2 separate regions of the Mus musculus genome follow, and region 2 is linked to region 1. The links are chromatin contacts, called in public ChIA-PET maps. All regions are on one chromosome and are shown on one strand. The core of a region is the stretch at or near the end of the contact, and the rest is flanking DNA. Distances in the headings are between cores, read along the strand shown. Region 1 holds the start of Selenoh (selenoprotein H). Region 2 overlaps P2rx3 (purinergic receptor P2X, ligand-gated ion channel, 3).

Region 1 (4,295 bases), core at 183-2,682:
TGGAGGGCTGCCTCACAACTGAACCATCACTTCTGGTGAGGAAGAAACTATGGCTTCAGGTGCATAGCTTAAGTTTGGCCATGCACCATCATAAATGCTTCAACATCTCCAGGGACTGAAAGCTGCAAACAGAGAAGGGAACATCAGAGTAGGGTTCCATCACAAGGACCAGGAGACAAGCCCATCCCCACCTACAACTCTGGAGCTCATTAACTTCACCTTCCATCAGTGATCAGTCAACATGCATGAAACACGGGACAAAAATAAAATCCATGTAACCAAGAAGTGGGGGTACGAGCGGGATGGGTTGAGGCTATCTTATCTCAGATTACTAACAAAACACAGAAAAGCCAGGTAAAGTGAAGTAACAGCAAAGAGGCTGTCAATACAAGGGAGAAAAACCTTAACTACAAGTAAGCCACACTTTATTGAATTTATTGATTTGCAATAGACTCATAGAATTAAAATAACACCAGAGGTGGAAAACTGAATTAGCAAACAAAACTTGCCTGTGCCCTCAGGCTAAGACTTAACTAACTCAAGAGAGTACAAATGGCTCTTAGATTTGTTTGGGGGTCGGGAGTGTTATCAGCAGGAGTTCTACAATTTAGCTCCTCTTCGAAAATCCCAAATCCCATGAAAAATACACCGAAATGGTAAGGAGACGTTCCCTGTCTATCCCAGTGTGCATGCCCTGGTCACGATGCAAACCTCAACATGAGGACTCTTTCCCAACCTCTTTATGAAAGGTACTTCTTCAATTCTTCAACCACCTCTTGAGGCTCAGGAAATTTGAGCTTTCGTGGAGGGCCCTTCTTAATACCAGTCCAGAGTTCAACACCTGGGAAAGGATGGGATAAAGCCAAATTATGGTGGTACTCATTGGTACCCCCTCCCCTCAGTTATCAGGTGGCCGGGAGTCGCTTCTCGCCCCACCCCCACCCACCCCCCATCGCGGCCTCCACTCACGGCTGTTGTCCGAGCGCAGCAGCGTCACCTCGAAGCTGCCCCTCCGCGGTTTGGACGGGTTCACTTGCACAGGTAGCTCTGGGGCCTCCAGTTGCAGAGCCTGGCTCAAGGCAGCAGCATGGCGGCCGTACACGCGTCAGCTCGTACTACAGACACAAGCGATTGCAAATGGGGTCTCTCTGGTCTCAGCCGCCAGAGCCAACTCTTTCCCGCCCTCCTCGACTCCCCAACCCCTCACCAATGCTCAATGACCACGGTCGCGCCCTCCGCCAGTTTCTCGCGCTTGTCCACCGTCTCCATAGGCGCGGCCCCCGCCTTACGCTTTCTTCCGTGGGGGGCCATGGCACGGATTTCGGGGATGGCGCGTTGGTGGAATAAGGGGCGATGCAACTCCGGAGAGACAAACCAGCAGCCGGGAATCACAGATGCAAAGTTCAAATCTCGCAGCAAAGGGAAATGTGCGGGGGTGGGGGGAAGGACACGTGATCTGAAGGCGGGCCCTTCAAGCCCAACTACGCTATCAAAAGGGAGTCGGCGCGGAAATCCGGATCAAACCAACATTGTACAGCACTGAGGGGGTCTGTCTTGGGCGGAGACGGAGGAGTCTTGAAAGCCTCCTTTGGCTGGGGGTTTTCGGTATCTATACCTCCTACCCAAGGATCCCCAGACCAATCTCAGGGAAGTCTACTCCACATTTCCAGGGCGTTTGTACATAGACTACAGAATTCTAATTCGCACCGACATTGTTACTCCACATCTCCATGCGGTGAAACAAAAACGGACCGGTTAAGTGTATTTGAACCCGAGCCATTTACAATCCAGACGCTGTAGCTGGTGCCTATCTTCTCAGACACCCAGGTGAAATCAAGAGGATGGTGAGTTAGGGTTCATTTCTCCAACTGATCAAGGCCCTCATCCACAACCTTAAAAAGGAAGTTGAGGTCTAGAGGTGTTTGGCTTTTAGAGTCCCTGGGTTTGATATTCAATTTTAGGATTAAAAAAACAAACAAACAAACAAAAAAAGCAGTCCCCCGGCAGCTGCCCACTAGTAAAGGAAAAACAGCAAGGCAATCAAAAGAACAGTCCCTTTATTAGGGGAAGCGGTGGGATAGGAGGAGAGAACAGCTGTCCAGCCGTGGGGCTTTCTTCTTCAGGCCCCACCACACAAAGGAACCTCTCAGGTTTATATTGCCCTTCTCAGTTCCCACAACACAGGGTGGCCATTCAATTCTATTTCCAATGATGAAAATCATGGTTGAAGGCTTTTAATTGGGAACAGTGACCTTAAATGATAACACATACAAGCCTTTTATGTGTTCCTCCGTCACGTGTTTGTGCACTACATGCATACAGTGCCAGCCAAGGTCAAGGGCGGATGTTGGAGCCCCTGAGACTAGAGTTACAGGTGGTTTAGCCTCTATGTGCTGCTAGGAATCAAACCTGGGTCCTCTGGAAGAACAGCCAATTCTCTTAGCCACTGAGTCATCTCTCCAACCCCTTAAATTCCTTTCTCTTTACGATTTACTTACTATATATAGTATTCTGCCTGCATGCCAGAAGAGGGCATCAGATCCCATTATGAACCATCATGTGGTTGCTGGGAATTGAACTCAGGATCTCTGGAAAAGCAGCCACCAGTGCTCTTTCTTAATCGATGGGCCATTTCTCCAGCCCCAAACTTAAATTTCTTAATGCACAGATCAAGACAGAAAGGCCTAAAGGAAGAAGGGGTCCTTGAGGAAAAATTCTAAGGGCTTTATACTGACATCTAACATTAGGGTTTAATTTAGTCTATGCTTTGCAAGCTCACTAGGAGGAATAATTAAACCACAGACTGGTAATATCCAAGTGTTGAATAGCAATTTACACATTGACCCAACCTTGGAGGGAAACCATTTCTACCTCTATCGATAAGATCACTCCCTTCGAGAAACAGCTGACCAGGGCAGATGCGCCCTTCATAGTAGAATACTTCATGGTTTCCAGGATGCTTCTTTCAAAATCAGAAGCAGGCACAGTGCCCCTACCCAGGCACAGCCAAACAGAAATCAAAAGGCCTCAGGCAAGGATTGTGGTTATAGCTGGAACTGGGCCTCAAAGGTTCCTGAAATTGACAGGAGAGGAAGCAAAAACAATGCAGGATCCTATTTGTCCTTCTTGTTTTCCCCATCTGGCACAGTAGTGGGAGCAGGGTCCACAGGCTTCTCTTCTGACATGTCTCCACCCTTTGAGTGCTTCTTGGCTCGTTGGTATAGCTCATTCAAGTTGAATTCTCGAATCACATTCTCCTATGCAAAAGAGATGAACACATCAACGGCTGGGTGAGAAGGTAAAGTTCAGAGAGCAGGAGCAGGAAGTATTTAACTAAGCACAACCTGTAAGTCAGAGGGCAGCGACCTGCCCTAACCTACCTCTTTTCTGATACTTAAGTGTTCACTAGAGGCCAGTTATTGTGCCAAGAATTCTATCTACCTGCAACTGTAAAGCAATATGAGCCAGGTGGTACTGCCTCCCACTTACTCAAGTTTAGCGATGAGGAACCTAATTGGCTACAGAATGAATACAGGCACTTCACAGACCAAGTCTTTATCATTTTTCCTCAGCATTAGCAGCATATAACATAAACCTGCTGACTTAATAGGTGACATCCTGTAACTAATCTACATCCTCAAAAAACAGTGGGCCAGTGTCAGAATTCGGGATTAAACCCAGACTAAGAATAAAGCCCAATCACTGTTGTGTATCTTTCTCCAAACCACTGCCCATGTGTTTCACCTACCTCAGAAAAGGTCCAAGAGACAGCTCGTCCTTTCTTGTCAATCTGCGGCCGACGAATGACCTCCTTGCCGCCTTGGAACAGAATCAGGGTAGGGAGCTGTCTGGTGAGGGGTGATGTGCTCACTTTGTACCTACAGGGCCAGACGAGGACTCTGAGTAGTGCACCTGTATACATCACTTACATCACTCCAGGAATCCTCACTCAGGTCTTTAGCCCAAGCATCTACATACCGTGTGCTAACGTCAGTGTAGCGTCCAACATCTACCTTCCCAAAATTTAGCCCTGAACAGTTGTACCTGCGAAAAAATATAGTATTTAACATACGGAAAAATAAAGGGATGGATGGAGGGAAGTCAAAGCATAGCTACCTAGGTAAGAAAGGGAAAAACAACTTTGGATGTGTGAAGTTTAAGGACAAAGGAAAGGCGCTAGCTACTGCGTTTCTGTTACTCATACGCCTCAGTGTGCATACTCACTTGAGGGACAAGTCCGCATAGATGGGAGCAAAGGATTGGCAATCATTAGACCAGTTGGCAAAGAACTCCAC
Region 2 (4,357 bases), core at 1,098-3,597, 340 kb after region 1:
ATCTGTTTAGAAATGATTTGTCCTCCCATAGAGTAGTGGAAACTCCTTTCTAAAGCAGGACTCAAAACTGTTAAACCAGCAGGAAAAACAGCAATAAACATGCAGGATCCGGGTTTGACTTGGGAAGGAAGAGTTGGGCCTGGAATTTGGGTTTCTCTGTGAAGGAGGTGCTGTTCTCAGCAAAGCTTTGCCTGCTGGGAAGTCATTTTGCCAGCTGAAATACACTTTTACAGTTGATTCCGTACCGATAGGAAAATATCGCCTGGCAGTCTCTTTGCATCTGGGACGGGGGCCACATCCTTAGAGCCTGCTGGGACTCCTCCCCTGAGAGACAGGCCTGAAGCCAAGTTTATTTACTTAAGAGTCTAGGGACCTGATTAATTGCAAAAGCAGCCATTTAAAAAGTCTGCTGTTGATTTTTAAAAGCACATTACTAGCTGGCTGGAGCGGCCCACACCTGTCATCTAGGCATCAGGAAAGTAGGAGGATTACTGTGAGTTAGAAGCTAGCTATCCTGGGTCACATGAGCTGTAGGCTAGTCTGGGCCACATGGGCAAGCAGGGCGTGGGAGGCAACCTTACTGGTCCTGCTATGTTATCTGTAGCTGCAAGTGTAGGTTGTGAGGCCAGCGGCCCAGTCTTTGAATACCTTCTCTGGCACTATATAAGGTATGTGGCCTTGGCTAGATAAAGGAGACTCTGAGGCCCAGAGTTCCTCAGAGGTGAGAAGATAACCCTCTTAGTTCCTTGGTCAGCACTCAAAAAGTTTTCGATCCTATTTTCTACTAACAACATCAGTTGCTGTGCTGACAGGATGGAAACACACATTAGAAAAGGCTGGGTCCACCCAGGACCACTGGCCCTCTCATTACTACCACAGGATGGTGAGGAGCGAAAAGGATCATGGCGACAAAAAAACATACCCCACGGAAGAGGCCTTCCAACGGTATGGTTTTCTGTGAAAAGGACTGAAGTGGCTGCCTTTAAAGACACATGTCCTGTGGCATTTGGAAGGAGGAGGGGAAATGCAGACTGTAGAGAAGTGACGAGCGCCAGGGCCCACTTCAGCTCTGACTCTTTCAGTTGGCCGAGGAGCTCAGTGATCTGCACGCTGTGATATGGTAGCGGAACCAGGCCAACTCTGCGTTTTGAGAAAGCTGCTGTGGGTGCGTTTCCAACACAGAGCGCCTGCTGGAAACACCTAGCACGCGAGGAACAGCTAGCAGATGAACAGGCCTTTTTTTTTTTTTTTTTTTTTTTTTGTCCCAGACACCAAGAGAGGAAATCCAAAATTGAGCTGCCTTTTCGGAGCAATGCTGTCTTAGGAACTCTTAGAGGGAAACTGAGAAACCAGACATCATGAAAAGTGCTTCTGTTCGTAGATGGAGCTTGGGGACTCTTATGGAAGAATAAGGGAAGGATTGTGGGCCCCAAACAGGATAGGAACTCCACAGAACAACCAACAGAGTCAACTAACCTGGACCCTTGGAGTCCTCAGAGACAGAACTACTGACCAAAGAACTTACACAGGCTGGATCATTGCCTGCACATATGTAGCAGATGTGCAGCTTGGTCTTCATGTAGGTCCTGAATAACTGCAGCTGGGGCTATCCCCAAAGCTGTTGCCTGTCCATGGGATATGTTCTTCTAGCTGGGCTGCCTTGCCGGGCCTCAGTGGGAGAGGATGTGCCTAGCCTTGCAAAGATTTGATGTGACAGGGTGCAGGGATATCCAAAGGGCCCCAATCTCTTGGAGGAGAAGAGGAGGGAGGATGGAGGGGGGGGAGGAATGTGGGAGGGGGTAACGGAGAGGGGGAAAGTGAGTGGGATGTAAAGTGAATTAAAAAAAAATTCTTTACTAAAGGTGAAGGAGTTTTAAAAAGTGCTTCTGCTTTCCCCCTACTAATCAGCACTGTAATCTTACAGTTACTACATTTGTGTGTTGTTGGCAAGTCATAATAGTTGAAGGTAAGTTAGAAGGAATGAATACAGACCAAGACTCTGGCTTTGAGCCTTGGTGAAGGTGGGTCATTTCTGACAAGTTTCAAAACCTTTCTGCGTGGGAGGGTGTGGTGATCTGTGAATGAGGTCAGAAGCACAGGTGTGAAAGAAAGGGTTTCACAGGTTCACCGTTCAGGGCTCTTAACATAAGGAACAGAGGTGAGCTTTTGAGGTCTTCAAAGACATGGAATTTTAGATTGCATATGTACAAATGTATACGGAGCTGGAAGGACCTACCTGCCCCCATCTAGGATGCTAATTTCCTGTGAGGGTAACAGAACTATATGAGAGAAAGGGGGCCCATGTCACTACTTCCTGTGAGTCTTATATTTGCAGACAAATATCTTTTAGTGACATGCTAGGGACTGACCTCAGAACCACAGCCTTGGGCATGCTAAGAAAGTGGTCTACCACTGAGCTACGTCTCTAGTCTAAAAAAGAGTATCTTTTAAGGAAATGTATATTTGGGGGCCAGAGATATGGCTCAATGGTTAAGAGAACTGACTGCTGCTGCTCTTCCAGAGGTCCTGAGTTCAATTCCCAGCCACCACAAGATGGCTCACAGGAATCTATAATAGGATCAGATGCCCTCTTCTGGCGTGTTTGAAGACAGCTACAGTGTACTCATAAAATAAATAATCTTAAAGAAAAGAAAATCTATATTTGTAGATAAAATGGCTTTTAAGAAAAAAATTGCTTATGTCTGTGAGTGCCTGTTCTTTTACTGGGCAATGGTTCACACTTTGAGCAACAGTATAAAGGGATTAGCAGCCTCCACCTGGTAGTAGAGGGACTTGGACTAGATCTCATATGTACCTTCTGGTTCAAGCTTCTCCCTGACTTGGTGCACTGCTTTGTCTCTGTTCTGGATGCTGGCGGGGCTTCCCCTCTCCTCACATGCCCATGTGACTTTAGTTCCAGCCCCTGCCTTCTGTCCTCTGCCCTGTAGACCCATGTCCTATCTTTGGGGCCTGTAATTTCCCTGCACTCTGCCCACACTTTCAGATCAGCCCCTTTATTAAGCTCTCCTCGAATTACCCAATTTGAAACTGCCATCTGCTTCCTGCCGAATCCCTGATAGATACAGTGTTATAAATCTGTCATTAAACCATCAGTGCCTACACACACACACACACACACACACACACACACACACACACACACTGACTTGCTCTCACTCAGACTTAGCCACATTCAGTGGCTAACGAACACATTAATGCCCTCACATGCTCTCTGTGCTCACACAATTACAACAAGGAGCCCATCTTAAAACCCTGTACCGGTGAACTGAGTGTCTACCTGAGCTGCAAGACCCACTTCTCAGTCCTGTGTTTAAGCTACGGGATGCCACCTCCTGGGGGTCTTTTATCTGCATTGTTGAACTGCTAGGTTTTATTTTTAGATACAGCTGCACTTTGTCCACCACAAATCCAGACAACCCTAGCAACTGCATTCTCAATATGCTTGGAAAAAAGCTTTGAAAACATTATATTGAGGGATAATTAGAATATTTACCTATGGGGAATAGGCAAACCAAGGAGTGAAAATTCTCTCCACCAAATTGCAGGTGGAGAAAGAACAAAAGCCTTTAGTGAACATACAAAAATTAATATAGATGGATAGTATAGATGGATAGAACCAAGCACGTTAGGTAAGGATTGAAGGGAGATGCACCCCCAAGGCTACTTTGCCAGTAACTGGACCTGGCTCATTACAAACAGGTGACCGTATGAAGTATCCTTGTGCTTGGGATTATGTCTTAGGAAGACAGATGCGGGAGCAAGGATAGAATGACCTCTAAGGCTATATATACTAAGTTGCTCTCACAATCTCAGACAAATCACTTCTCCCTCAGAGCTCCTGTTTCCTCTCTGAAAGAGGACAGCTTTGTCTAGAAGTGCCCAATGGATCTTTTAACACCTAGACAATCTCAAAATCAATGATTCTGCAAGCAAAGAGCTGCAGAAAGTTGGGAGGTGGGGGCATGGAAATGAGCTGCAGATGTAATTAGTGATGGAGGTGCAGGTCTCTAGCTGCCCCTGGGTATCAAATGTGCTGCTTAGAGCAAGGCCAATCTAGTCTGAATAATTTCACTCTCTCCAGAGCTGATGGCAACAATAGAGTGGTGAGGAGTCTGGCCTCTGTTGCAGAGAGAGACAAATGAACTTGTTTGGGAGGCAAAAGGCCAGGCTGTGAATTGTGCCGCTGGCATCTGCTGGTATTTTCACTTCCCTAGAACTAGGGTTCTTTGTTTTTCAGCAGGGTAGAAGGTACCAACCAGCTATGCATGTCTCACTGAGGATTAACTAGTGTGAATGTCTCTAAGCTTTCCTGGTTGTGGTGGATATCAGTCAAGAA

Evidence for each region. ChIA-PET counts read pairs in DNA pulled down with a chosen protein or histone mark.
Region 2: an RNA polymerase II ChIA-PET map of memory CD8 T cells shows a contact between it and region 1, with 28 read pairs. The contact joins the enhancer-like site here to the promoter of Selenoh in region 1. A contact is called at or near these places in 2 of 39 promoter capture datasets (erythroid cells and stem cell-derived epiblast-like cells), 1 of 484 Hi-C or Micro-C datasets (embryonic stem cells), 1 of 115 datasets of contacts at active chromatin or transcription factors (memory CD8 T cells) and 1 of 9 other capture datasets (liver).

Annotation. Positions count from the first base shown.
Region 1 is chr2:84,669,276-84,673,570 of GRCm38.p6, forward strand. It overlaps Selenoh (selenoprotein H), which reads right to left and starts at 1,433. Exons shown (of 4, transcript NM_001033166.3): 1 at 1,208-1,433; 2 at 970-1,115; 3 at 712-841; 4 at 1-122. The coding sequence starts at 1,311. The coding sequence ends at 741. It overlaps Tmx2 (thioredoxin-related transmembrane protein 2), which reads right to left. Exons shown (of 9, transcript NM_025868.4): 6 at 4,225-4,295; 7 at 3,979-4,044; 8 at 3,749-3,878; 9 at 2,036-3,257. The coding sequence ends at 3,114.
Region 2 is chr2:85,011,799-85,016,155 of GRCm38.p6, forward strand. The region is part of intron 8 of P2rx3 (purinergic receptor P2X, ligand-gated ion channel, 3); the gene reads right to left. Among named protein-coding and RNA genes, the nearest start is that of P2rx3, 22 kb to the right of the region's middle. Within about 2 kb of position 2,348, at least 39 of the 459 cell types and tissues checked have an H3K27ac peak or open chromatin away from gene starts, as enhancers often do. A contact at or near this core is called in memory CD8 T cells, where this site is marked.